7 separate regions of the Mus musculus genome follow, and all the other regions are linked to region 7. Evidence: chromatin contacts called from public HiChIP or PLAC-seq, Micro-C and promoter capture Hi-C data. All regions are on one chromosome and are shown on one strand. The core of a region is the stretch at or near the end of the contact, and the rest is flanking DNA. Distances in the headings are between cores, read along the strand shown.

What was found. Promoter capture Hi-C pulls out the DNA fragments that hold promoters and counts their contacts. Hi-C and Micro-C count contacts between places; a contact is called where the count stands out from the background. HiChIP or PLAC-seq counts read pairs in DNA pulled down with a chosen protein or histone mark.
Region 1: a contact with region 7 is called in a promoter capture Hi-C map of embryonic stem cells, with 4 times the contacts expected there. The contact joins the promoter of Ifitm10 here to the promoter of Ascl2 in region 7. A contact is called at or near these places in 8 of 39 promoter capture datasets (cranial neural crest, embryonic stem cells, hematopoietic stem and progenitor cells and 4 more), 1 of 484 Hi-C or Micro-C datasets (embryonic stem cells) and 3 of 115 datasets of contacts at active chromatin or transcription factors (embryonic stem cells and large pre-B cells).
Region 2: a promoter capture Hi-C map of stem cell-derived epiblast-like cells shows a contact between it and region 7, with 2.8 times the contacts expected there. The contact joins the promoter of Tnfrsf23 here to the promoter of Ascl2 in region 7. A contact is called at or near these places in 3 of 39 promoter capture datasets (hippocampal neurons, liver and stem cell-derived epiblast-like cells).
Region 3: a promoter capture Hi-C map of hippocampal neurons shows a contact between it and region 7, with 2.6 times the contacts expected there. The contact joins the promoter of B130016D09Rik here to the promoter of Ascl2 in region 7. A contact is called at or near these places in 3 of 39 promoter capture datasets (the 3T3-L1 cell line, hippocampal neurons and liver).
Region 4: a contact with region 7 is called in a promoter capture Hi-C map of liver, with 2.6 times the contacts expected there. The contact joins the promoter of Cars here to the promoter of Ascl2 in region 7. A contact is called at or near these places in 3 of 39 promoter capture datasets (hippocampal neurons and liver), 1 of 484 Hi-C or Micro-C datasets (embryonic stem cells) and 1 of 115 datasets of contacts at active chromatin or transcription factors (embryonic limb bud).
Region 5: a contact with region 7 is called in a Micro-C map of embryonic stem cells, with 6 times the contacts expected there. The contact joins the promoter of Phlda2 here to the promoter of Ascl2 in region 7. A contact is called at or near these places in 8 of 39 promoter capture datasets (cranial neural crest, embryonic stem cells, hematopoietic stem and progenitor cells and 4 more), 4 of 484 Hi-C or Micro-C datasets (all in embryonic stem cells), 2 of 115 datasets of contacts at active chromatin or transcription factors (embryonic forebrain and embryonic stem cells) and 2 of 9 other capture datasets (embryonic stem cells and liver).
Region 6: a contact with region 7 is called in an H3K4me3 HiChIP or PLAC-seq map of stem cell-derived neural progenitor cells, with 2.5 times the contacts expected there. The contact joins the promoter of Osbpl5 here to the promoter of Ascl2 in region 7. A contact is called at or near these places in 1 of 39 promoter capture datasets (pre-B cells) and 1 of 115 datasets of contacts at active chromatin or transcription factors (stem cell-derived neural progenitor cells).

What each region holds. Positions count from the first base shown.
Region 1 is chr7:142,371,444-142,375,526 of GRCm38.p6, forward strand. Ifitm10 (interferon induced transmembrane protein 10) reads right to left here and starts at 2,303. Exons shown (of 3, transcript NM_001347541.1): 1 at 2,133-2,303. The coding sequence starts at 2,135.
Region 2 is chr7:143,684,624-143,688,370 of GRCm38.p6, forward strand. Tnfrsf23 (tumor necrosis factor receptor superfamily, member 23) reads right to left here and starts at 1,252. Exons shown (of 6, transcript NM_024290.4): 1 at 1,159-1,252. The coding sequence starts at 1,233.
Region 3 is chr7:142,281,461-142,285,355 of GRCm38.p6, forward strand. It overlaps B130016D09Rik (a long non-coding RNA gene), which reads left to right and starts at 2,003. Exons shown (of 1, transcript XR_003946899.1): 1 at 2,003-3,895. It overlaps Gm45889 (a long non-coding RNA gene), which reads left to right and starts at 1,754. Exons shown (of 2, transcript XR_870059.2): 1 at 1,754-2,006.
Region 4 is chr7:143,597,779-143,601,548 of GRCm38.p6, forward strand. Cars (cysteinyl-tRNA synthetase) reads right to left here and starts at 2,312. Exons shown (of 23, transcript NM_013742.5): 1 at 2,204-2,312. The coding sequence starts at 2,228. It overlaps Gm15579 (a long non-coding RNA gene), which reads left to right and starts at 2,326. Exons shown (of 2, transcript XR_870064.3): 1 at 2,326-2,435; 2 at 2,845-3,080.
Region 5 is chr7:143,500,384-143,504,166 of GRCm38.p6, forward strand. It overlaps Phlda2 (pleckstrin homology like domain, family A, member 2), which reads right to left and starts at 2,141. Exons shown (of 2, transcript NM_009434.2): 1 at 1,674-2,141; 2 at 1,165-1,433. The coding sequence starts at 2,107. The coding sequence ends at 1,433.
Region 6 is chr7:143,737,573-143,741,961 of GRCm38.p6, forward strand. It overlaps Osbpl5 (oxysterol binding protein-like 5), which reads right to left and starts at 2,788. Exons shown (of 22, transcript NM_001199227.1): 1 at 2,698-2,788.
Region 7 is chr7:142,967,985-142,971,812 of GRCm38.p6, forward strand. Ascl2 (achaete-scute family bHLH transcription factor 2) reads right to left here and starts at 1,280. Exons shown (of 3, transcript NM_008554.3): 1 at 987-1,280; 2 at 1-715. The coding sequence starts at 996.

The DNA.
Region 1 (4,083 bases), core at 1,053-3,552, 600 kb before region 7:
CTGCCAGTTTGCCTCCCCCACCCAGCCGGCCACAGCCAATACCAAAGCCATTCGCAGTAGTCTTGGCAAGCACATCAGGGCTTTTCATCGCTTTGCCATCTGCGCCTACTGACAACCACACACACAACAGCTCCCCCTCAGCACCCCGAGTGACACCCTGTTGCGATAAGCAGAGCGCCCCGCATCTCCACGCACTCAGGGCATTCAGAGCTACAGTGACACTGCCCTAGTCATTGACTGGCAGAATGAAAAGCGCTCACTGAAGCACATACACACCAAGACGCACCACACACACAATCACCAGCCCAGCTCTCCAGTCCCAGCATACTCCTGCGCCCAGACGCGCCAGGTAAACAATTGCCCACCCAGACACGCAGCGCTACACACCGCCCCACAGGCTCAGGCACATCTCCGGAGGATCCGCGCAGGTGCAGGACTACAAACTCCAAAGCCAACAGAAAGCGGCACTGGGAGACCCTAAGAGCGCACACTGTCACACAGAACCACTCACCTCCCCTCTTGTCCCCACCCCCAACCGTGCCACCAAGAGACCCACAATGACACTCTGCGAAATGGACACTTCCAAGAGACAGCTTGGCGCCGGAGCTCTGCGCCACCAGGCGCACCCGGCGCCGGTGAGGTGATAGCAAGGGGCTGTGGCTGAACTGGGTGGTCCCCAATCTGACCCCGGGCTGCAGCAGTCACCAGTACCGCTCACCTACTGGCGACTCGACGAGTGGGTCAGACCCCTGAACCTAGGAGCGCGCGTCCTTCCGCTCTCCCGCTGTCTGTCCGCTGATCGCGTCCCAGCGGCCCAACCTTGGGGGCGGGGAGCGAGCGGGGCTGGCGCCGCTGCCTCCCCCGCTGCCCGCGCGCGCTCCGCAGCGCCAGGCCGGCCGCGGCTGCAGCCAGAGCCTGACTCACGGCGGCGTCGCAGACACCTCCGCCTCCTCCCTAGGGAGGGAGGGGGCCCGCTAGCCCGGAAGCCAGGACCCCGGGGAGTCGCAAGGCTGGCACCCCTCTATCCCATGAGCTGCATGGCTCTCATATCCACCGACCACCAAGCCGCTGCTACCCCAGTCCACCTGTGCTCAAATTCTCTCGCGGGTCCTCAAGTCCCGGCAAGTCTGTCTGCTGAGCATTCCACTTTATTCCCACGGCTGACCCCCCTTCTCCCTACATTTCTTCCACCTGAACCTTGTTAGCTCCAAGACCTGTGCCTTCAGAACCCCCTTACCTAGCATCTCTTCTCCCTGCCCTGTTGAGTCCCACCTGCCATCCTCAGTCCCGTGGCGGTCCTAGCCTTTTCTCATGAGGCCCTGTCCTGGTATCAGCTTTTTAAGCCCTCACCCACCTCTTCCTTGATCTTGCCCAGCTGGGCTCCAACCTCGCTACTTGCTAAGCCCTGTCTGAGCTGCTCAAGTCTCCATCTCTAATCAGGCTTATTTTGGGAGTCTCTGGTCCCTTGAAGTCTACACACTGCAGATCATAGTTCCCACCTGACTGGGATGCAACACATCAAACCCCAGAGGGACACTCATCTCTGTTCAATCCTGTCTCCCAAGTCCCCAAGGTCAATGTTCAGGGTTGTTTTTTTTTTTTTTTTTCTCCCGAGTCCAAGTCCAGGCCCTTCACCAACAATCTTCAGAACCCTGCCCTGGGCCTCCTTTTTGAAGTCCCTGTCACCCAAGTCTGACATATGTTCTAATATGTTCATCATAACAGGGACTTGAAGGATCTGACCTGTAACAGGCTTGCCTGTCCCTGCTTCACAAGTTTTGCTCTGCCCTCAGGGACAGATGTGCTACTCAGAAGCCTGGGTCCTCTCAGACACCCCTACATTGATTTCCTTAAAGCTCGGTCTGTGTACCCCGCTCATGACCTTTCTGACCCCCATCCTGGGCCCTGACAGTGCTCGGTCCTTACACATGACTTGCTCTAAGCAATACTGTCCTCTAAGACTCAAGGCCAAGCAGTTTCTTCTCTCCCCGCCTCATCTCCTTCCCATCCTCAGTCTCTCTTGGACATTTGTCCTCAACTGATCCCCACCTCCAGAGAAGCCCCAATGGGCTTCCTTCACCATGGAGAGCCCCCAACTGCCCTCCCTCCCTCCCTCAGAACCCCTACCTCACCATGTGGGGGTGGAGTTCTCAGTAGGTCCTCTTCACCCTACCCTGAAGTTCCCCCAACTGTGTGTAAAAGCCTCGTTTTCTGCCTCCCTGGATCCCATTCTCCCTAGCTCTTCTCTGGGACCCTTTCCAGAGAGTTCCAGGGCTGCCTGGCCCCTAGACTTTCTGGTCTCCTGGAACCTTGGCTCTCTGAACCCTGAGTCTTTCTTCAAAGCCCTGTCTCCTGATTAAGCCCCGCCCCATGCCAAGTTCCTCCCTTTCCAGCCCAAACCCCACCTCTGACCCCCAGCACAGCTCATTTCTGCGTGTCAGGAATTTTCAGTGTGAAGTGGATCTTAAGTGTAGAGGAAAAAAAAAAAAAAAGAAAGAGACTCTCCTTGAGTGGGTGGAATTAATTTCCACACTGGCAAGGACCCCTCCCACCGTTTCTTGGCTTTCTTCTGGGCACTCCCTCATGGAGCCTAGCCTTGTTGGTCCAATAAGCCTGGGGGCAAGTGGGCTGTGCCAGGAAGTCAGTTTTCCTTCATCCAACCCCACCACTGCTTTGGATCCCAAGGGCCTGACAACCAAACATGCTGACACTCCCTCCCCAGCCTGTGTGCGGCTGTGTACCACCCAACTAATTACATCCATTCGCACTCCTGACAGTCTGCTTACCACACAACCTAAGTCAGGTGCTGTCCTTGGCATGTCTGGCCTGGGAGTCTCAGACTTCAGGAAGCAGAAGGGTTGGCCCTTTGGCCCTCGGGGCAGGGTCCACTCAAGGTCATTGGCAAGGTGAAGGGTGAGTTGGAATCCTCTTCCCAAGAGTCAGCTTTATGGCTCTGGAGTCAGCGTCCCAACCTTACACTTTAAGCTGGTCAGGGCAAGACTTGGGTATGGTCCAGCCTCACTAATACCCTGGTCAGGGGTTTGAGGGGAGAAACACCCACCATGAGAAAACTAGAGTAAAGCTAGCTTCCCTATCCCTGCCTGCAGCAAGGGTCTTTCTTCTTCCCAGGGCATGAAGGCTGATGTGAAGGTCACTCAGCTAAGAGACTGATGTGAACCCTGAGCTAGAGTCCGGGGTGCTCCCCGGGGCATCCCTGGGTGGTGATGGTGGCATCAGCGGCATCTGCAGAAGCAGCGGCCCCAGTATGCAGGCCTGGCAGCACAGCTCAGCCTCAGGCCTGCAGGGCAGGGAGGAGATCTGTCTCCAGCTTTGGTGCACAAGCCTTTGATAACACTAGTCTCCAGAAGCCCTGCCAGGCCCTGCGGGACTCCCTGCTCAGATTTCAGACAGAGAACACTGGGTACATGTTTACTGGCCTTCTGACAACCCTTGGTGAACATTCTCCAGAAGTAACCTAACAGGGCTCAGGTATGGGACATATTCCCCTGCCCCAAACCCTCCTACCAAAACAATGACAGCCACTGACCAGCAGGCAAAGGGTGCCAGGACAACCCCAGAAAGTGACAGAGGTCACACTTCCCTATATCCTGTACCTGTTAGTGTGGGGAAGGGGCTCTAAGATTCCAGAGCTGATTCCAAAAGGAAGCTCTACCCTACCAGTAAGCACTCGATAACTCCTACTCTATTTAAAAGCCTGCTGGTTGCCTCCACTGTTGTATTTGAAACCTGTGTTCACCCACTTCTCCCGCCCCCTGAAACCGAACCTTCTCACAGATGCTTGTAGAACAACTGTAGTCCGTGGCAGAGAGTTCTGACCTCTCATCTCCAAGACCCCAGGCAGCCGGGCAGGCTCCAACACTGGCTAGACTCAAAAAGCTGAAGACTGCTTCTTGAGCCTGGCAGAGGCCCAGGCAGGGAGACTGCCCAGGGCACCCAGGACGAGCAGATGGCTTTTCTGACCCAGGCTTAAAGGACTGACTGTTGAAAAGGGAATGTATGCAGCCCAAGATTCCCATCAAGGCTTATTCCGTTTCTTCTGGGAATAGGCTGCTTCCCTGGCAA
Region 2 (3,747 bases), core at 2-2,501, 720 kb after region 7:
AGAGATTTCAGGGTCAAGGGCCATCCCATGTGAAACCTGCCTGTGAAATATGTTCGAAGTCCCTCAAAGTGCTGGGAACTTTGAAGTCACCTCTGAGTTGCATATCCTCTGGCCCCTTGCCCAGGAGATTCCCAGGGAAGCTGGATGCCCTCTAGGTCCATTTCTGTGAAAGCTGCTCACCAGCAGCTAGCAAAGAATTACTATTAACCAGCTCCTAGATGGTTTAAAGAAATGCTGATTACATGTAAGTGGTCTCTGACTGCTCAGATACTATCTTAGAACAATCTAAGGGTTATTTTGTTGTTGTTGTTGTTGTTATAACTAAAGATCTGAATGTGTTAGAAAATGGATATCCTTACAGGTTATAAAACATAAACCTTTTTCTGCCTATTTTTGGGTTTGAAGACTCTTATGAGAGAAAATTGACATAAAATTAAGTTGGCTGTAACTAAAATGTCATTTACAGGATTGTCTAGGTTTTTTGTTTGGTTGTTTGGTTGGTTTTGGTTTTTTTTTTTATTTGTTTGGTTTTTTTGGGTTTTTTTTTTCCGTTAGTTTGTTTTGGTTTTCAGCCTTTCTGTGTGTAGTTCTGGCTGTTCTGAGACTCCTTATGTAGATCAGGCTGCCCACTAACTTAGGTTTAACTGCAGTTTAAGATTAAAGAGACAAGAAGCGATCTCGGGACGAACTTAGCAGAGACCCGAAAGGCCCAGGAAAGGCATAGCCAGGCCTTCCACACAGATCCTTTTGTAGTAGTTAGTACTACACCCCAAGACGAGCCGGGCCGGACCCACCCAAGGCGCACAGTCGCGCGGGCCACTGCAGTCCGCAATGGCACTTTCCCGAGTCACCTTCGGAAGGACCGCTTTCAGATGAGAAAGCGAGGAGAGGCGTGTCCGTCTTGTCCGGGAGCTCAGGGACCAACCGGACACACTTTCTCTGGCTACCCGCTTGGCCATTCCCCTGCCTCTGCTTCACCTCCACAATTCCCCAACTCTGGACCACTTAACTCTGGACGAAGTTCTGAGGAGTTGGTTGGCGGTGCCAAGGCTGACCCTGGCGGAAGAGCCAATTCACCGCCCGCAGTAGCTTTCCTCTGCAGCCCGGGGATCCGGTGCCCAGCGCGAATCTCAGCTCCGCAGGGCCATATCTACTCACCGGCAAGAACAGATTCAGCAGCAGCAGCAAGAGGAACCAGTGACTCAGACTGGAGACGTGGCTGAAGGTAACCATGGCTGTGAGCTAGCATGGTGTCACTCAGCTGGAGGAGCTCTATTTCAAGCTGGTGGCCACGCCTCTTGTCAGCGGATTGGTTTCTGTATGGTTGCCTAATCTCGTGGGCGGGTCCAGCGCCACCACTCTTGCCTTCCCACCACCATCAGTGCTCAGTAATATCTAGTTTTCTATAAATACAGTAATTTTAAATGCCTGTGACGTTATTAACAGAATCATATTTGTTATAAGCAGCAAGCTAAAGTCGAATTCTCTGCCTTCGTTTGTTTTCCATTACAGTATACTGCTCTTTATTATAAGTTAATTAAAAATTTTCCTGGACCTGAGTGGAGGGAGAGGCATGAACTAGAGCTGGAATCGTTATAAAAGTCAGACTGCAGCAGACTGTAAACCTTCTCAAAAGCAACAAACAAAAAGAGGAAGATAAGCTACAACACACACTGTCTTAGCTCAACATGGGGAAGTTTGAAGTAACTCTATCCCTGTAGCTTTCCTGTGAGTGTTCACTGGTCAATGGTCTGGAGCAGCAGCTGAAGGCTTCACTGTCAGAGTCTGAGGGGCTGTGTGGGACTCGCTGACTCTGAGGACCTCAAAATATCCAGGACTCGTAGGCACTCTTCCAGTGCTGGGGTTGGGGGGGGTGTGTCGGGGGAGGAGGGCTGTATGAACATCCCTGGACTGTGAGTCCCTCACCTCTTCTTCCTTTCACTGTGTTTAGCTCCACTGTGTGTGCCAATCCAAGCTCATGGGACACAGGACATTTAAGCCAAGTCTACTAGTCTAACACAGGAAGTAGAATGCTTATTTCTCTAGGGAACTTGGGTTGGTTCATCTGTTCCACCCGCCCCCTCCAGGTATTCGAAAAAGTGGCCCACTACCAGCCCCATCCATCTCCCTTCCAAATGCCACTTCCTCTTTAAAATGAGGGAGGACTCAGAGACCTGGATTTCAATGGCTGCCCCAAAGAAGAGGAGCCTGGCTCCAGGCACCTGGTACTCTTTAATTCATCTCTTGCCTCTCTCCCTAGGGCCAGGGAGTGGAGCCTGTGCCCATCTGCCCTCACCTAGGCTGGGGAGTGGGAGGGGCCAATTCCTTGGCCAGCCTGATGCTCTTCTATTTCTTGTCTTCCCTCAGGCTGGTGTCTGCTCAGGAGTAAACCAAATCAAAACACAAACAAGTGTTTAGAAAGTTTGGTTAGTTCAACACGCTGAACTGTCCCTCACCCTTGGGAAGCAGAGGGAAAGTAGAGGAAGGGAAGAGGAGAGGACTGTGCACTTGTGGATGCTGTTGTCCCACCAGTCTCTGAGTAGCTCGGGAGCAGGGGGAGGCTAGTGGCTTTCCTTTTCTGCATACAGTTTACAGATCTGCCTTGTCCCACACTGTAGGTGGAGGGGAGGTGAAAGGAAGAGGCCTGTCTACCCTGGGCTAGATATTTGTGCTCCAGGTCCTTCTCTGCCCTCTGCCCTTTGCTCCTTTAAAACATTTATTTTAAAATGTGTGTGTGTGCATGTGTGTGTGTGTGTGTGTGTGTGTGTGTGCGCGCGCGTGCGTGTCCATGCGCACAGGTGCCTCCAGAGGCTCGAGGTGACATATCTCCAATAGCTGGAGATACACATGGCTGTAATCTGCCTGATATGAGTCTGGAGATCAAACTGGTGTTCTCTGCAAGAACAGCATATCCTCTTATTGGCTGTGTCATCTCTCCAGCCATCTCTACCCTTGCTCTTTAAGGTGGGATAGTGGGATGTCATACTGTTCCAGGAAGCCCCTAATGGTTCAAAGCAGTTGGGTGACATTCTCATGAGCCCAGTGACCCTTGATGGTCTTCCTGCAGAGATGAAGGGTGCCCACAATGGAAGAGTTGGACTCATTCAATACCAGGAGAATCTTCTCACCCCTAGAATAGATGTATTATCTATTGTAATATGTATATATCATACCCTTTCTTGGGATACTTTCAGGTTGCTTCTGGGTAGCTTGCTGCTTGGGAATATGTGAGGATTCTGGGGTTTTTTCCCTCTCTGCTCTTTCTGCAGTGCAATGAAAAAGGAGAGATATAGCCACGTCCTTTAGGTTAGTGTGCAAGAAAGTAACAGAGGTCTGCAAAGGACCTTGGAACTGTTAAAAAGAGAATTCATGAGGACATTCCAAATGTCCAGATGTATGATGGTGTTGTGAGGGACAGGACCTAGTTCTGCATGGGGGCCAGGGTGCAGGAGAGAAGGTGAGGAGTTCAGAGCTTCCTGTCTATACTGGAAACAGAGATGTCTGAGGTAGAAAATGGCTACTTGCAGACATCCATGCTCCAGGGTGACTGGCTGCTTCATGGAGGCTCCAGGAGCAGGGTCCTCCAGAGAACTCCTGGGGTAGGTAGATGCACAGCCACTTGGCTCTTCTTTACTTCACCCTCTCCTGGCATCTGAGGTAGGGAGGCATTCTTGGGGTCCCCTCTCATGGGTGTTGTTTGGCCACCTTCATTCCCTCTGGTCTCTGTTATCTTCTATGGGTTGTTGG
Region 3 (3,895 bases), core at 753-3,252, 690 kb before region 7:
CTATGCCAGACCTTGGTATTCACAAGCGGGATTTGAGGGAATTGCCCCATCCTTTCTTCCCAACATGACTTTCCTTTCTTAGAAAATATCATCCTGTGTAAGTGTAGTGTTTTTCAACAAACTAGAGTGTGGACATGTATGTCTTTCATCCCAGCATCTGGGAGCCAGAGGCAGACAGATCTCTGTGAGTTCTAAGCTAGCTGGGTCTTTATAGAGAGTTACAGGTCAGCCAGAGTTACAAGGTCACAGCACAGATCTAAATCTAGAGGGAGGTTCTGAATTCCCAGGTTCTTCTACTGTATTCCAGTGAGTTGTATGGACCCATGGGCAGGTAAAGGATGGGAGGGGATTCATTCCTGGGGAAGATTCCACCTTATGAGAGCCATGAGAATGATGGGTTGGTAATGGGCATGACCATACTTTGACCAGGACTGCTTAGCTATGGACACCTCCTCTCCATTTAAATCTGAATATCAAGTAGGGATGCCAGAGAGTGGCCCTCTCTGTTCCCCTTTCAATGTGGCCACCTCTACTAAGTGTCTCTTCTCTGTGTTTTGTTATTACTAGTCTGTGTAACTGTGCTGTGGAGGAAGGGTGGTTGAACCTTGATTTTTAGAGCTCCAGGGCCCAACCTCCAGATCCTAAGTATTTCACTGAGGATTTGAGTAGACAGTCAAGATATGCTCACAGCTAGGTGACCTGGGTTGGAGCGAAGTATAGGGATCCACCCTGGGGCAGTATTACTTTGCCTGACAAAGTTTCTCATCTTCCCAGTCAACCAGTATTAGCTATTTTGACTCTACAGGGTACAGCAGAGAAATAAATTGAGTTTTTTGAGAGCATCAGCCTTTCTTGGCCATTGGTGAGCTTAGCTGGGAAGTTCATATGAGGAAGAAGGACCCTTCCTTCATAAGAGAGTCCTTGGGGCTCAGAGCAGCAAAGGTGACATGGAGTAATTTACAACTTTGCAAATCTGGTCCTCAGCACCCTGTGGCACCCTGAATGAATGCAGAGCACATCTTAACAATCCTCCTGCAGGGGACATCACTCCCTCCCCTTCCTTTTTAGCTGAGTAATCAGGAGGGCACAGTCTTACCCAGCAGCTGGTCTCATCTTTCTGCTGCTCTGCTTTGTCTTTTGGTGAACACATTCGTATGTGGGTTCATCTCTTTATTTCCTATCCTGCTTATTTTTGACCTTATTATGTACTCAATCTTGCAGGGCAAGCTTGATTTTTAGTGTGTACTATAAACACCTAATTTGGTTGCATGTTAGTGAGAGACTTGGGTGTAGGATGACTAGCAGGGGTCCTGTTTTATTTTGTTTTGTTTATTTGTATGAGGACATAGATGGGCACCCTAAATGTTGGAGACCATACCATAAGAAAGTAGGCCTTTCAAAGTTTTCCACCCTAACAAGCCAAATGGCCTTGTGCTAAGGAGCTGGTCTTCACCCCCTCCTCCCTGTTTCCTTCCTGGCACCTGAGGCTGTAAAAAGCTGAATTATAGTCCCCTCTTCCTTATCTCTTCCTGACTCCCAAGACTTCAAAGGACATGAGTTACAAGCTGAGCCCAGCCTGACACCCAAGGCTGTTAAGGAGGATTCTACATTCCAGAGATAAGAGTGCCTGGCCGCCTGCAGTTTGAATTAGGCCTTCATGTCCCCAGATGCCCACTTCTTTGTTCTTAGTTGATCCCCCTCAACCCCTCCCTATTCCCCTTAAAACCTGGCATTTCAGCCTAATAAACTGAGACCTTGATAGGAACCCTTCTTTGTCTCTGCGTCTCCTTCCTTTCCTCGCATTTCTCTTCAGGTTTGTGGTCCCCCTTGCACCCAGGAAGAACTGGGTCCTGCTGGGTGGGACAAGTGGCGCCTAACTGAGGTTCGGAGCGTTTTGCCTTAGGTGGAGATTACGGAGTTTGACTCCCCCAGAGAAGTTCGTAGGGACCCCAAGAAAAAAGAAGTGAAGGACTGCTTCAGCAGCTCACCGGAGAGAGAAATCCTTGGTAAGTGATTCATCTCCACTGAGAAATGGGAACTAAGCTTTCTAAAGAGGCAGCCTTTATAAAAGGCTTAAAGGTGGCTCTCAGGGAAAGAGGAGTTAGAGTTAAAAAGAAAGATTTGATAAACTTTTTTATTTTCATAGACCAGGCAGGTCCATGGTTTATTATAGATGGCGCAGAGATACATTGTAAGAAATGGATAAGAGTAGGAAGAGAATTAAGTGAAATTTTGGCAAAGCAGGACCCCGATGCTATTCCTGCAAATATATTTACTTATTGGAGTCTAATCCGTGATTTAATACAAAGTGCAGTTGATGATCCAGAGAAACAGCAGCCTTTGTCAGTGGCAGAATATTGCCTCTGTCCCCTGTCTCTGGAAGCTTCAGAGAGCTCCCTCCCTACTAAAAAGCCTCCAATAGCTGCAGACAGGCCCGAAGTCCTGCAGACTGCTCTCTACCCCCATATCCCGGTAAGCGCATTGCCTGCTGACCCGCCACTGATCAATCTAGAATTTAAAAAATCTTTGGCTGAAAGCCCTTTAATTTCTGGGGACACAGACACTTTAGAGGAAGAGATAGTCCGTCCCCGTAAGCCCGAGCGATTGCCGGGCGCTTCAGCTCCTCCCTGCAATGCCTCGTCCTACCTGCCACCAATCTGCGCTCCCGAGCCGTGGCCCCAGGCGCTGCCGGTCCCTACTCTCATTGATGCTAAAGACAAGCTCGCGTCTCAGGTAGCAGGATTACAAGAAGTTTTAGAGCTCCAGCAACAGTACGCCCGCCTTTCCACAGAGCTCGCTTCACTCCAAAATTCTTTAAAAGAGACTATCCTTGCCCCTCCCCCAGCCTCAGCCTCGGGCGGCGTAAAAAAGAAAGCTCCGCGAGCGGTAAAAACTAAAACATTGGCTTCCCCCGTAATTACTCGCTCCACGAGAGCTGCTAGCTACGACCCGCCCACTTCTACGGCGGAGACACAGCCCCCAGCCACCCGTGCCGAATCTGCTTCTGCAGAAATTGGGCCTTTAGAAAGGCCCCAGGCCGACCTCTCCTCGGACACTAACAGCGAGGGCGGAGAAGATTATGAGTGTGAAAACGAAGTAGAACGTGAGCCAGAGGAACAAATTTCTGCTCCTGTCCAACAAACAGAATTCCGCAGACTACGTTTTAAGCTCTTAAAAGAGCTTAACTCTGCGGTTAGAACTTATGGCCCATCTGCCCCCTACACGCTTTCGCTCCTAGAAGCTCTTCCGGGAGGCGAACATATGCTCCCTAGTGAGTGGATCAAAGTAATCCAAACTGTGTTAACACGCGGGCAATTTCTCTCATGGAAAGCCGATTTCCTCGATCGGTGCCAGACAATTGCAGTGGCTAATCAGAAAAATCCTCGGGCGCCATCTGCTGGCTGGACCTTTGAAAAGCTTTCTGGTCAAGGTAAATACGCGACAGAAGCCAGGCAAAAACACTTCTCTGTGGGTCTTTTGGCTCAGACTGCTAATGCAGCCCTGGGAGCTTGGCGCGGTATTCCTATGAAAGGTTCAGTTATTACGCCTCTAACCAAAGTCATTCAAGGAGCCCAGGAAGACTATAGTGATTTTGTGAGTCGTTTGCTTGAGACTGCAGAGAGGACCCTGGGTCATGCAGACAATAAACTTGTTAAACAATTGGCTTATGAAAATGCTAATTCGGCATGCAAAGCTGTCTTGCGCGGTAAGATTAGAAACAAGGATCTTAATGAGATGATTCATCTTTGCCGTGATGTAGATATGTTCACTCACAAAATGTCCCAGACAGTCAGTCTTGCAATGGGTGCAGCTCTTCAGCCTGTTATGGCATTAGGCGCGGCTCTTCAGCAAGCCAGCCGGCAGAAAAGCTGTTTTAAATGTGGTCAGCCTGGAC
Region 4 (3,770 bases), core at 1,062-3,561, 630 kb after region 7:
ATTACTGATGTGTAGCCACACATAGCTTTGTTGGATTTGTTAAAAGTGGCTACCTTCTCTGAGTTGCTTTTTTCTTTCGTTTTTTTGTTAATTTGTTTGAGACAAAGTTTCACTATGTATCTATTATCTATGACTGGCCTCGAACTTACTATGTAAAACAGGCTGGCCTTGAATTCTTAGAGATCCCCTTACCTCTGCCTCTGGAGCACTAAAATTACTGAGTGACAGGCACATGCCACCACACACCCATTCCTGGATTTTCATGGAAGTTCTGACTCCTGGATCATCTTCCCTCAGGACTTGTGATCTCCCCTGAGATCTGCACATCATGTATACACTTTTACTTAAAAGCCAAAGAGGAAGCTAGACATGGTGTTGTGATACCTGCCATCCCTATAGGAGACAGAAGGATCGGGAATTCCAGCCTGGGCTATATGAAACCCTGTCTAATTGGATGGATTGATGGATGGATGGATGGATGGAGTCGCAGAGTCCCATTCTTGACAGACCTGGTCCTTACACACCTGGCACTGTTCCAAGTTCTTCCTATGACTACACCACCCTCAGTGGCAGGACCCATTTCCTGTAATGTGAGTATGGGCATAGTTGTGATCCTAGACCTGTTGGGCAGCTCAGGGTGGAGCTGCTGGCCATGCTTCTGTGTTATAGTAGTCTAGGTGGACTTACAAAAGCTGCTGTGGGTGAAGCAGATAGAAACTAGGCATGCCAGTTGAGTGGAATGCTAGAATACAAAGGTAGGTACCACTGTCACTAGGCACATGCTAAGCAGTCTTGTCATCTGGGTACTCAGGTGATCAGAATCCAGCAAGGCCACAGTAACCACAGAGCACCACAGGATGCCTGAGAGATCTTGGAGACAGGTAACTGAGAAGTCAGAGCTCACATCTAATTTCTGGCTTCATCACAGAGACTAAAACCTACACTAAGCATTCTGCCTTTGAAGGCTTGCTTCTCACCTTCCAGGATATGGGCCAAGGCCTTTGCTCTTTCTAGAACCCACTTGCTAAAAAGATGAGAAAAGACACTGCTCTTCAGCGATCTGCCAAGGCCCAGGTCTACCCTGGGGTGACGTAAGTGACTGCTTTCTGAGGGAATCTCCCAATTGGCAATAAAGTAGATTGCCAATGATGCTCTGACAGTGATGCTCTGACTGGACAGGTCTCTGTGGTGACTGCTGACCACACTGGAGATTAAAGCCTTCATAAATCCCCAAGCTCTTTCATGTATGCGTACACGGAGTCCCTGCTTCCTCTGCCCTACTTCCCTAAGTACCAACCTCATGTGCCCTTCCGCCCACCTGCTTGGGCAGAAGACCAAAACAATCTTTGGGCCTTTGCCTTACCCCCAAAGTCCAGCCAGGGCAGGAGGGGGAGTGGTGAGGTCTCATCCAGGTACCAACTAGAGTCAGGCTATTTGAAACAGGACCATCTCTCCTATTGCTGAGTATCCAAGGAAACTTTAGCCTTAACCCAATCAAAAAATTGAAGCTGAGGAAGGGAGGCACTTACAAGACAGGAGTCAGGTCCCACCAAGGAGTACTCTAGCTTCAGGGAGTCATGGCAGCCACCCCCAGGTCCTGGCCTGCCACTGTCCATTGAGACGCTGGCCATCCCCAGAGCTTTGGTTTTGCACTGCCCACTTGGGCCACGGCTGTCCCCACAGGCTTACCGGAGAACGTTTTATCCCAGAGCCCTGGACTGGATACTACTCACCTGAGGATCCATCTCTGCCCACTCCAGTCACTGCCTAATCCAGATCTCTAGCTTGTCACTGCCCACCTGGGCATGCACTGTTCCTAGAGCCCTGACCTAGCCACTGCCCAACCCAATAGCCTCCACTCTAGAGCCCTGGCTGGTCACTTCCCGCCCAGGGATCCTCTGCCGAACAGCCTTTGCCTGCCACTGCCCATTTAAGCCTTTACTATCTTCGGATCACTGGTCTGGGCACTGCCCACTTAGTCCATGGTTGTCCCCACAGACCCGACCTGAGCACTGAGTCCCTGGGTCTTGCTGCCCCCAACCCCTGGCTCGCTTGGCATTACCCACTCGTTCCACCGCTGTCGCCACAGCACTGGCCTGGGCACTGCCTCCTTGGACCATGCTGCCCACACAGCCCCAGCCCGGTACTGCCTACTCGGGCCATGCTTGTACCCAGAGCTCCACAGTCATCCCGCAAACCTCACCCTGCTCCGCGGAGGAACCTGCCATCACTGGGAATCAAGACCCGCGGCCGCCGCCACAGACGCCTTCCAGAATCTGATGCAACCGCGGCGCCGGAAGTCCCGCCCCACCAGTCGTCTTCCGGGCATGTCCAGTAGCTAGGCAACTGCAAACTGACGCCGACGTGGGGCATGATGGGAGAATACTATGGTTTACGCTGGCGCGGAACTTAATAGACACCAAAGGGCTAAGACAGTGAGAAGCGCAAACCCGGGCTGCTGAAGAGGGCTGGGAGGGGCGGGACGAAATGGGGGAGTGGGAGGGGCGAGGAGCTGGGTAGAGGGGCGGGGCAAAACGAGTAGAGATTAAAGAGATGCAAGGGAAAGGGTGGGGCAAGGGACTCAGCGACTGGAGGAGAGGGGCGAGGAAGACGCCTTTTTCTGAGACACTCTCCAAAAGGCCACACAAGCCTGGAAACAGGTGGTTCCTGTTACACTCTCTCCTGAATCCTTTTATTTCCTGTGTGTTCCTTAATTCCTGATGTCGCCTCCCAAGACACACCATCAGAGGGAGGTTTATGAGAAGAAATGGAAAGTATTATTTTAGAAACATAGCCAGGTATATAGCGAGACCCTGTCTCACAATTTTTTTTTTTTTTTAAAAGCTCCGTTTTGAGGTTGGAAGATGGTTCGGTGGTCAAGAGCACGGCTGCTCTTCTGGAGGACACCGGTTTGATTTCTAGCACTCACAACTGCTCACAACCGGTTGTAACTTCAGTTCCATGGGATCCTAACCCTCTTTTGATCCTTGTGGGCTTTGCATGCCTGTGGTGAAAAAGACATGTGTTGTGTGTGTGTGCAGGGAAATAAATAAATACAATTATATATTCTGGTATATATATATTCTGGCAACCATGGTCTTAATTCCTGGAAACTCAGGAGGGAGAAGCAGGCAGTTCTCAGTGAGTTCCAAGTCAGCCATGGCTCCATAAGAGACTCTGTCTCAACATAAATAAATAATTAATTAAAAAATAATTGATACTTGGTAATATGTATTGTTTGGTTATGTACCCTTGGGACAAGGGACTGAGGTGCAAATTTTATATTTCAAAGCAAACCTGGCCTCCAGGTTCTCTCAGCATCCCTCAGTCCCTACCTGGCATACCCTTGCTGTAACCCTGAACTTTCCAGCCCAGGGGCTGGACTGCCCTTCCCCCAGAGGCTCTTCCCTATATAAACCAGATGTTTTGGTCTTCCTCATCGCTCCTCCTGTCTTCTCTATGTTCACACCCTTTCTCTTTCTCTCTCCTCCCCCACCATGGTGACTTCCTTGGCCTCAGTCCTTGGGGCCAGTGAACTTTCGCCTGAGAGCAGCTTCCTAATAAACCTGCCTATATGTACTCTAATCAGGCTTGAATTGGTTCATTTCATGGGCAGCAGAGAAATAATGTATCACATAGGTCTTAGTTAGGGTCTTACTGCTGTGAAGAGACACCATGACCAAGGCAACTCTTATAAGGACAACATTTAATTGGGGTTGGTTTACAGGTTCAGTGGTTCAGTACATTATCATCAAGGCAGGAGGTGAGAG
Region 5 (3,783 bases), core at 891-3,390, 530 kb after region 7:
CTAATAGACAATTCCTAAGAAAGAACAACGCTAGGATGAAGCCTTCCTTTCTAAGGAGAAAGTGTGGGGGGGTGTCCTCCCGGTGCTGGTTTCTAAGGCCAAGCTGGAAGTCATGTGGCACCCCCATCATCACCCCCATCTTCATGGCATTCCCATAGCCAGAGAGGCCCAGGAAGTATGATACCTGCTCGGTGTCTGTCACTCTGCCTTTTGGGGCTTGTCCTCCAATAAAACCTTGGAGGAAGAGATTTACTTCTGTCCTAGGCCCTACCACCTGGCTGGCTGCCTGCCCACCTGACACAGACTTTGAGCCCCTTAACAGGACCACAGCCAGGTGAGGAGCCAGAGTTGATACCTGGCAGGTGACCCAAGAAGTGGGGTAGAGGTAGGACAGATGTCTGGGGAGCTCTCAGGCTTCACACCAGGGCAACAACTCTGGGCCTCAATGCTCCATCATTAGAGACAGCCAGGCCTGCCTCCCGTCTGTGACAAAATGTGTACAGTGTGCTGTCCCTGTTCCTGGGCCCTGGACAGGAGGGCTGTCTCAAACCACTGTGGTCCAGTGATGGAGGTTGTCAATGAGTAAACAATCAATGGGCCTTTGAATTCACTGCTGGACACACGGTATGTGGGTGGGAGGGGACAATGAGGGCAGCCACCCTAGTGAACAGAGCAACCTCTCAGATGTCCAGGAGGTGCTAACTAGTGAGTGAACTCTGAGCAATCCCCGCCACCAGCAGTATCCTTTCAAGCCACACCCAGGAGCAAAAGGTGGCCAAACCACACCCAGACCTACTTCCTGACCTGGCAAGGCTCTGAGCCCCACTGGCAGATGACAGTTCATTCAAAGGCACTTTTTTTTTCCTTCAAGATTTATTTATTATATGTAAGTACACTGAAGCTGTCTTCAGACACACCAGAAGAGGGCATCCAATCTCACTACAGATGGTTGGTTATGAGCCACCATGTGGTTGCTGGGGTTTGAACTCAGGGCCTCTGGAAGAGCAGTCAGTGCTCTTAACCGCTGAGCCATTTCTCCAGCCCTCAAAGGCACTTTGAATGGTTCCCGGGATGTGGAGAGGGAATAACACCAGATAGGAGACCCTTTCACTCCCACCCTTCCACACATTCGCCCCAGCAGGAACTACACAGACCACACAGTTGTTAAAAAAAGAAAAGTGACATTGTTTATTTGGAATGAAAATATGGTATAAAAAATATTAACACGGAATGGTGGGTTGGAAGCAGGTAACCAATATAAATACGGTCCAATAAGTTAGCGCACCCGCACAGCGGGGCAAGGCTCAGCAAGCACGGGAATATCTTCGGTGAAGAGCAGCGGCGGCGTCACCCGGGGCATCCCCTGGGCTCCTGGGCTCCTGTCTGATGCGGCAGCGTGGGCTGGTTCCCGGCTCAACTGGTCCCGTGCGTTTCTGTAGGGAGAAGACTGAGTCAGGAGCTGCCCGGGTGCAGCTTTTAAGTCTCCAGGTGGGCCGAGCAGCTCCTGCCATGCGTTCCAGGTCCCCTCTCCAAAGGGTTTTCAAAGACGTAGGATTCCCCCCTCCCCCTCCCCGTGGCTTTTAAAATCGAAGTTTTCCCCACTGGGAGGCATGACCCCCATTCACTTTCCCCATGCCCCGTACTCCGACGCCGTGGACAAGTTTGTTACTCACCACGGACCCAGAGCGCTCTGCTCTCCCGGCTCGGAAGGCATTTCAGACTCAGAGCGCTGATACCGGTAGCGGGGAAAGTCTTGCAGCGCCCGACGGTTCTGGAAGTCGATCAGCGCCATGGTGATGGCCGCGTTCCAGCAGCTCTCCACCGTGCAGCGGAAGTCGATCTCCTTGTAATAGTTGGTGACGATGGTGAAGTACACGTACTTAGAGGTGTGCTCCACGCAGTCCACCTTGAGGATGGAGTGGAAAAACAGCTCCTTGGCGGGGCTGGTTTTCCCGGAGAAGAGGCGCAGGCGGTCGGCGGTGAGCACGCAGCGCTTCTTCTTCCATACCTGGAACAGGCTGTCGCTTCGCTTCTCCAGCTCGCCCTCGCAAAGGATCTCGTCGGAGGTCTTCACGGTTTTCGAAGACATCACGATTTTCGAAGCCATTTCGAAAGGTTGCACCAAATGCGCTCGCTCTGCTGCGGGCCGCGGCCGCGGCGTGGTCTTTATAAGGACTCCGCCCCGCAGCCCAGACACGCCCCGGAGTCGGGCACTCTCAATCCCAAGCAGGCTCTCGGAGCTGCCCCCCACCAACCGCCCCAGGCTGCCCCTTACCCATTGCTTGAAGCTACCGCTTATCGGAGGACGGAGGGTGGGGGGCGAGAACTGATTGGCGCCTCTCTGACGGGAGCCCCGAGCCTTCCCTCCAGCCCCAACGTCCCAGCTGCCAGGTGGAGTGACTTGTGGTCCCCTCCCCGCCCAGGCTCCGGCCCTGCCTGCAGAGGAATGCACCTCAGCGGTCCCTGCCCCTCGTGACTCACGGGCCGGGAAGACCTGGGAAGCGCCCGACCCCTAGACTGAACTACCGCGCTCAGAATCCCACTCACGGGGAGACCGAACACGCGGGTCGTGGACTCACGGGTTCTTTCCAAGCCCTGGCCACCGTCTCCTCCCACCTTGGGCGAGCATCCAAAGGCCACCCACTAGACTTTCTTGGGAAGTAGCCCTGCCCCAACAGGCTTTATCACCCAAGTTGCTCCCCAAAGTTGTACCTCGAAATTATCTCAGTTTCTTTTCCCTTCTGTAAAATGGGACAATGACCTTTTAGTAAGTTAGACAGTGAAGAAGTGGAGGAGGAACAGCACCCTGCAGTGCTCAGCCACGTGAAGAGAAAGGCCTGCCTCTTTCCCGTGTGCCCCAATCTAGGCTACAGACACCTCGGGCTGCGACTGTACAACCTCGACGTGCTGGAAACTCACGATGGGGGCGGGGGGGGGGGACGGGAGCTAGCAAAGCTAGCTTGGGGAATGAGGGGACCGACCTAAGGGCTAGGGGCGGCGGGGGCGGCGGGGGCGGCGGGGGCGGCGGGGGCGGCTGAGTCATCGCCTTTCAGTGCAAGATTTTATTTACCCTCTGCCTTTAAAGGTTTAATAGTAGTAGGAAGCAGACGCAGCTCCTCCAGGGTTCCCAGGGATGGGGGAGGGACTGGCCTAGGGACCCCAGGAGTCCCCTGCTATGGTGGGATGGGGGCAGGGGTGCTGGGGTGGGATGGAGGACAGAGGCGCTACAAGGAAACCCTCAGCCCCACCCCTTCCCCCTACCCCCACCCCTTCTCCCACCTCCACCCCTTCCCCCATCCCCACCGCCACCTCCACCCCTGGCTGTTGGAAAACCAGACACCATGCTTCTAGGTGGACTGGCTCCCAGTGAAAACACAGGTTCCTCCATTTAAACAATTGAGACAGCCTAAAACTCCAGTTCGGTGGCCTAGTGTTGTTCTAAGGCAGGTTTATACCACAATAAGGAGGCTGAGGCAGGAAGGACCAATCTAGCTCAGTCTGGGTTTTACAGTGAGCCCGAGAGTAACCAAAGCCGCAAAGCAAAAATGAAGTAAAGGGGCTGGAGAGGTGGCTCAGTTAAGAGTGCTTGCTGTTCTTGCAGAGGACCTAAGTTTGGTTCCTGCTCACAGTTGGGTAACGCACAACCATCCATCTGTAACTCCAGCTCCAGGGAGCTCTCTCCTGCTCTCCCCTCCCCTCCCCCCAGAACACACACACATAGGCAAAAATAAAAAGAAACTTGAGACTGGACCGATGGACTCCGGGGTTAAGAGTACTTGTTGA
Region 6 (4,389 bases), core at 1,538-4,037, 770 kb after region 7:
TATCATCACCCTCATAAGGATCCCACTGTGGGCCAGTCGTCTGCACATCTGCCTCTTATCCTTCCTTCTTTATGAGGTATGAAGATTCCCCAGCTAGATCTGTGGACAAAGAACTCCAAGCTGGAGCCTCTGTTTTGCCCTAATGGCATCCCAAGCCTTTTCCTGATGCCATGACTGGTGCCAGTCCCCTCAGCTGAGATGGCAGAACAAGGCAACCCGCTTCCCATGTGTGCATGCTCCTGAGCCCACGCTTGGAAACTGCAATGCAAAGACATTCCCAATGGGATCCCAAATCCAAATCCAAGGGTCCTTGACCCCACTGCAAAATTCCTTATCTATGCATATTTTTCTAATGAGTGATCAGTAAACCCTTAGGGATCTGGGCAGGTTGTGAATTCTTTATCTTTGAGCTAAGGCTCAGTAAGTCACATGAGGATTCACAGAGAACAGTAGTTTTCCTACAGGACAGCCTTCAATAGCAACAGGACATCATCCCAGGACAGGCAGTATGGCTTTTAGTGGGCAGCCTGTGGAAAGGCCAGCTTCACTGCCCTGCCCCACCCAACACTGAAGATGCTCACCTGGGCTGCATACAGCCCTGCAAACAGCCTGCAGTGCCTCCAGGGAGGCGTTTGAACTCAATAGGCCCCCGTGCTTGAGGTCATTTGTATCTCAGAGTCAGAATTCAAGCTCCCAGACCCACATGTTTCCAAGAAGCAGCCCCACGCTCTGACCCACCCTTTTCTTGAACAATAAATGGGGATGAAGGTGGGACACACCCCTACTACCTTGAGCAAGCTCAGTACCGGTGTGCCAGGAGTGGCGTGTGTCTACTTGTATGTGGCTGTGAACCACAGATGGCTCAAGGCCCCAGTACAGACACAATACATAATTCTAGACACAATACTCCCCAGCATGTGCCATTTCTGTCTCTCCCCCACCCCCTTGTGCCATGCCGGATCTCTACTGTACTGAGAGTGCTTCTTGGAAGAAGCCTGGGTGACAAGGGAAACTGACCCTGGATATCTTCAGCATGGCAGACACAATCAGGGTGTGGGGGAAGAGATGCCTTAGGTATTGGCAGAGAGCCCAGAGCCAGGCTTGGAAGGACTCACACCCCTTGGCTGGGCAGGAGAACCCCTCTGACATCCAGGATTTGCTGCTGCTCAGGTTGGGCCTCAGCACAGCCGTCTCCCTGAGACAAGGCACAGCACTGTGGGGGAGTAGCCTCACCCAGATGCTTCACCCTTCTCTAAACACCGCCTGGCGAAAGCAAACCAGACAGAGGCAAACACTTGGTTCCTTGGCACCCAGGCCTTGTGTTTGTTAAAAGGCTCCACTCCGCTGCCCCATACACGTGCAGGCAGACAATAGATCTGCAGTCAGGAGCCTGAAAGGGACAGCCAGATGTCACCACTTGCCACCCAGATCACCCTGATTTGTCTGACACCTGCAAAGCTCTCTGCGCTCCTCTGGAACCCCACCAAGTTCGAAATCTCAGCAAGCACCCCCACCTCCATCCATGCTGCTGCTTGAGCAAAGATATTGGGGCAGAAATGTAGTAAGGAAAGTCAGCCACTTGGCTGTTATCGCAAGGGAGAGGGGGAAATGACAGACAGACGGACGGACAGGCAGACGGATGATGGGGACATGGAAAACAAACTCAAAAGTGCAATATCCACCCCATCCAAGGGTCTTTCCCACTTCTCTAGGCCCTGACACCACCACTTCTGCTCCTGTGACCAGACAGAGGTGTGTAGCAGAGGCTGGAGCCAAAGGTTGATACATATAGGAACCTTTAAGTACAGACAAGTGGGTGACAAGTCCCAGGGAGAAACAGAGAGCAAAAGACAAGAAATTCAAATCAGTGGTTCTAGTAAGCCAAGCCCAGCCTGGCTCAGGTTGGGTGAGGGGTGAAAAAGCCCCCCTTGGCCCTAATTGGGGGTGTCTACCCACAACCCCAGGAGCCACTCACAACTGGGATCAGGGACTTGGACCTAAAAAGCCAGGATATCTGAAGTGGGAGGCAAAGCCAGCTGGACCTGTGGCTGGGAGGGGCTCAAGTCCTACCCACCCCAGTCGTAGAAATCCGCAAGTGCAGCTCAAGTCATCTGGACAATGCCAAGCTCCCTCCCTTTCTCTCAGGGCCAAGTCCTATGAGAGGCCATGGGTGGACAGAGTCCAAGGGCAAGATGGGTCAGCAGTCACTTGCTCTGCGGACCCTGACGAACCATCCTGAGAATCAAGCCAGGGAACTGAGATCTCAGACCCAAGATCTTACAGGACCTCTTAGACACCCCTTCCCTGCTATTGCTGGGCTGGGGTACAGACCCCTCCATATCCTGGGTCGGAGGCTGCCAGACCCTCCCACCCATTCGCCTAGTCCTGACTCCTTTTAGCCTCACCAAGTGGGAAACGGGGCTGGACATGCCGCACCCACACGCGGGCCCCACCCGCCACCCAGAAGTCCCCAGGCATTTGGACTCCCCAGCCAGGCGCTGTTTCCCATACAAGCTGCTGTTTGGGTCTACTCGGATCTATGCAGGGGCTCCCCCAGACCAGCCCCTGAGGGCTCCCCGACCCCCACGCCGGCTCTGTGGCCCTGAAGCCTCTCAGGCCCGCTGAATCCCCTCCTGGCCTTTCTCGGCCTTCCACCAGCCCCATCCTTCCCGGTCCTCCCAGCAGCGGAGCTCCTACCGTGCTGGTTGTACTCAGTGCTGGGGCCGGGCCGGGCCGCCTGGGCCCGCGAGGGGCTCAGCTGTCGCTGAGCAGCAGGAAATACCAGAGGGCTGATCCAGGCGAGGCGGAGCGAGGGAGCGGAGGGCGGAGGAGGGAGGAGAGCGCGGCAGACGCAAAACCCCGGGTGGACCAAGGGCGGATCGGCTGCTGGGGAGGCACGCTGGGGACCCAGTCCTTGCCCGGAGCCTGAGCCTCCTCCCCGGTGCAGGCTGGGGGGCATAGGAATCCTTAAGTATAGACAAGTCGGTGGCACCTGCGCGCCAGGGCTGGGGACACCGCCCCACAAATAGCCAAAGGAGGGGAGGGTGGCGGTAAGCAGCGCTAATCTTGGGAGGGGTCTTCTATTTGAGAAGCATACCTGGGTGCGGTGCCCTTCCCCTTCCAGAACATAAGACCTCTCTCTCCCAAAACCAAACCCCACTGTCCTTGTCCTACACAGGGGCTCAAGGGGACCCCTTGGTCACCATCCATGATTCCCACTACACTTCTTTCAGGATGCCTTGGCTGAGACTCTGACTCTTGGGGCTGGAGAGATGACTCAGGTTAAGAGCATATGCTGATCTTCCAGAAGATCACAGGTCCATTCTCCGCACCCAGGTCAAGCTGCTCACAGCCACCTGTAACTCCAGTTCCAGGTGATCTGACAACCTCTCTTAGCACCTACACCCATGTGACATCACACACACACAAATAGAAATAATAATACTTTTTAAACTAATTATCCTGATAACCAAGACCTCCTATGTGTCTACCACCCTTTACCACTCTCCAAGAACTTTCTAGACTCCTCAATCCTCTTGTATTTAGAAGACACTTTTCTAATTTGATACCACCCATATATAGAGGCTGATCTTAGAGTTCTCCAGCTGAGACCCTCAGCATGAGGTTCTTTGGGGTGTGTGTGTATGTGTAAGGGTCCTTCCTGTAGAGTTCCCAAGAGCCACCCAAGCAGGAAGTTTAGCCTGCCTCCTCCAGCCGCTGGAATCAGGTAGGACACAGAAAGGTATAGAGGCTTTCCCAGCAGAACCTTCTACCCCAGGAATACCGGTGTGAGTGTGGGCAGAGCCCCAGCTGATTCCCACATTGTTAGTAGGTGCTGGACAGCAGAAGTGCTTCCAGGCTATGGGAAACCACTGCTGCTAAAAGCCACTGGGTAGGGCTGTGGCGTGCAAACCTGGAATAGACAACTTCCAGTCTCTGTAGACCCCTTGTCCACTCAGCCTTAGCCATGCCTCCCCTGTTAGACAGAGGCTAGGGGTTCCACCTGGTGGGCAAGTACCAGCATCTTGTGCACAGGTAAGGAACTTAGGCGGGCTCATTCTCAGTTCATCATGGGACCATCCCTACCCAACCCCAGTCACCTGGCGAGGCCTTCGGATGCAGAACTGCTCAGACAAGATGCTCAGGGCCATGGTGAAACTGCCTTCTTGAGGTCTGAGGGGTGGCTCTGCCCTTCCAGCAGGACTGTGTGCAGTGTGGGCCGCTTCACAGATGGAGACCAGCCTGCCTGCTAGGTCTGCCCCAAGCTCAAACAAAAAGCTGGGTGTGGCTGCTAGAACCCAGTAAATCAGCAGTTGCTAGAGCCAGTCCTTGAGGGACTCAAAGAAGAAAACAAGGTCCCTGTCCCCTGGGGCAAGGTCTCAGCAAAAT
Region 7 (3,828 bases), core at 30-2,529:
CAGCTGCTTTCCTCCGACGAGTAGGCGGAGCGCGGGGAGGTAGGCTCAGAGCAGCCCAGGCGGTCCGGGGACGGAGACGTAGAGGCGCAGGACAGAGACGCGCTGGCAGGGGAGGCAGAGGGCTGCGCGCACTCATCGGACGGCGGAGTAGCGGGTGTTAACAGCCCCCCAGCGAGCGCGGCACGCACCGCGTCGTGCTCTGCGAGCAGCCGCTGCAGCGCACGAATGTACTCTACCGCGGAGCGCAGCGTCTCCACCTTACTCAGCTTCTTGTTGGCGCCGCCGTGCGGCACGTGCTGCCGCAGCGCCTGGAAGCCCAAGTTTACCAGCTTTACGCGGTTGCGCTCGCGCTCATTGCGGCGTGCCACGGCAGCCGAGCTGCTGCTGGCCTCGGTTGCTCCAGATCGCCGCCGCCGGCTGCAGCGCAGCAATTCCGGAGACGCTTGTCTCCGCCGAGCAGCGCAGGCTCCAGCGACTCCAGACGAGGTGGGCATGAGTCTGGGCAGCGCGCCGCCGTCCATCAAGCTTGCATTCAGCCCCTGGGCCCCTGCTACGAGTTCTGGTGCGGCACAGGAAAAGTGCTCGCGAGGAACCGGGTGCGGTGGGAAGTGGACGTTTGCACCTTCACGGGCCTCAGGCAGGGCACTGCTGCAGGACTCCCTAGGGCACGCGTCGCTGGCCTCCTGCAGTCCTGGGACCCCGTACCAGTCAAGGTCTGAAAGAGTAGGGAAGCGTGGTACTCTCGTGTCCCGCGCGTGCTGTCAGGCGCTCCCCAAGTCTCCCTTTACGCGGCTCAAGCGGCTCCTTTTTTTTAAAAAGTATAGATAACTCTCCTCCGCCCGCCACCGCCTCCTTTCTCACGCCCTCCTTCCTTCGCCTCGCCCTCCCGCCACGCTTCACCCTCCCCTTGGCGTACACATTCTGCAAAGCTGACACCGTGCGCTTCCACCCCCACCCCTCCCGGGTGCAGTTCATGGCCTACTGACGTGCTTCCATGCTCCGGGCAGATGCTTAGCTTATTGCGTCCTCGAAAAATCCTCGAGTGCAGATCCCGAACTGCGCTCCGCAGGTCCCGCACACTCAGGGGCTGAGAGAGGGTCCGAGAGAGGGTCCGAATGTACTCTACAGGCACCTCCACCCGTCCTGGTGCTCAGCCCTTAAGCCCCAAGAGCTGCCAGGTCTCCGCACACCTAGCGCTTGCAGCCGGATGAAGAACCGGACCAAGCTTTGCGGTGACCAAGAGGTAGGAGGCAGAAGAGCGCGACCCCCTAGGGTAGCACGAGCCTCAAACCCGCACCCACGTCCCTCCCCCTGGCGGAGGAGGCGGGAGCCGGGGTCTCAGCCAATCTGGGATCGCCCGTTTGGCCAATGACAATTGGCGCGGTCCTATGCCGGGGCCAGAAGGAAGCGTACGCCTGGCGCGTGGCTCCAGAGATGGGGGAGTGTCTCGCACAAGGCTCCACGCCCACTCCGCCCCACCCTGCTCCTCCACCAGGACCCGGTGTCCACGCATTGCAGGAGCACACCTGTGCCCCTTGAGTGTGAGAAGGGCTTGAGGAGTGGTTCAGACCAGTAATGGGAAATTTCATGTTCCTGGGCACCTGTACCCATTTAGCCCCTCATGCACACCCCATGCCTCTGTGTTTTCAAGAATCCCCAGGACCGGTTGCCCTGACCTGAGAGAATACAATCAAGTCCACTCCTTTCTCACACTGTCACCCATCTGCACCTTACAGCCAGCTCTCCAAGTCTGGGTCTCTTTTCCTAATGGTGAATCTACCCAGACTAGTTTTTGTTCGGTTCCTGGACTTTTTGTTCAATAACACTTCTTCGGATTCCAGCAGACCTCTCAGTCCCATCCTTCCCCTGAGGCCGGTGGAGGGAAGGTTGAAGGGGAAGGGAAATGCACTGACCTTGTCAAAGTCTCAGTTTTGCCCCATTGTCCCAGAAGTGTGCTCTCAAGGCCGTAGCAAGCCCAATTTTTCCCTCAAAGGACTAGGTAGGTGCTTGGGAGCCAAGCAAGACCTATAGGGTTCAAGTGGTCTATCCTGTGGGTAGTAACCTGGAGTTACTTTCTTTGTAAATATCCGACTGGGGGAGGGCTACCAAAACCAGGCTTCTCTCTGCTTTCGCACTGCCTTGGAGCATGTACTGCCAGTGTGGGGCTGCCTGCAGGTTCCATGACTCTCCAGGATTCGTCAAGGCTGTATCATCCTAATCCAGCCTTTTGATAACCTTGCTGTGGGAAGTGGGCAGTGAGTCGAAATTTCCCGGGTGTCTGCTAAGAGCACTTGGATAAGTCTAGTCACTTCTCTGCTGTTTGGAGCAATCCAGTTGGTCTGGGGAGATTGTTAAGTAAAGCACTTGCTGTGCAAGTGTGAGGACCTGAGTTCAAATCCTCAGAACCCATAGAAACCCAAGATGCCAAGAAGAGAATTCCTTCAAACTTCCAGGCCAGCTAGCCCCAGGACTGCAATAATGAACAACAACGTCTATCTTAAACAGGCTGGAAGGGAAGGACCAACATCCAAGATATCCTCCAACCTCCATACACACTGCTGTGCTCATCCTTGCACACGCAAGCATGCACACATATACAGAAGAGATGGAAACAGTTTGTATCCTGGTGCCCTGAGGAGGTTTGATCTGCAAACCCTCACTGTACGGAGACCACTGCTGCCCTGTTTCCTCCCTGCCTTTCCCTAAGTTGTTTTTTGTACTTTTCCTCCATTTAGGGGTGGTGGTGGGAGAGTCTCCTGAAGCTTAGGTTAGCCCTTAATTCACTACATAGCTAAGGATGACTGTGAACTTCAGAACGTCTATCTTCTTCTTATATCTCCAGATAGATTATAGGCATGCACCGTCACACTCATTGTATGTGATGCTGGAGATGGAACCCAGGGCTTCATATATGATACATGCTAGACAATGTGGTGCATTCTAGGCAATCTAGCAACTTAGGTACATCACCGTGTGTCTGTGTGTGTGTCTGTGTGTGTGTGTGTGTGTGTGTGTGTGTGTGTGTGTGTGTGTAAAGACTCACGACTCTTTCAGGGGTCTCACCATATTTCCTTCCTCTCAGGCTGGTACATACCCTACTTCTATAAAGCCAGCATCTCATCCTACTCAGCACCTTTCCCACCTTGGCCCCTCCCCCATCCTGGCCCTCGTACTTTCTGCAAGCCCAACCTACCTTCCTCAGCTTAAAGGTGACAGTTCCCTAGGGATTGGCGTCTCCCTAGGTGTGCCCCTTCATTTCTTAACTTCACGTACCCACATCCTCTAACCATCCTGGTGGCAGTTCTCTTGCTCCAGAAGCAGTTCTCCCCTGATCATAAGAGTTTCATACATCTCTTTTGGGGGGCTTGGGCTCTGGCTCTATCCTTAGCCATGTGATCTTCATTTAAATGTTTTGAAACAGCCAGATGTCCATCAACAGACAAATGGATGGATAAAGCATGAACTGACTCAGAAGGAAATATTGTTCAGCCAAGAGAAGAAATAAAACACTGACTGGCATCATGGTGTTGGTAGACATGAGTGAGTGAAAGAAGGAAAAACCGAAAGACCACATATTACATGATGTCATTTACAAGAACTGTCCAGAACAGGCCAATCCACAGAGACAGAAATAGACACGGGGACAAGAATGAGGGGGAGGTACTGGCTACAGGGTATGAATTTCCTTTTAATCACAATGTTCTAAGGAGCTTGGGGAAATGGCTCAGCAGATAAAGTGCTTGCCATGCAAGCACAGTGGCCTGAAGTTGAATCCCCAGAACCCATGTAAAGCCTGGCATGGGAACACATTCCTGTAACCTCAGCATT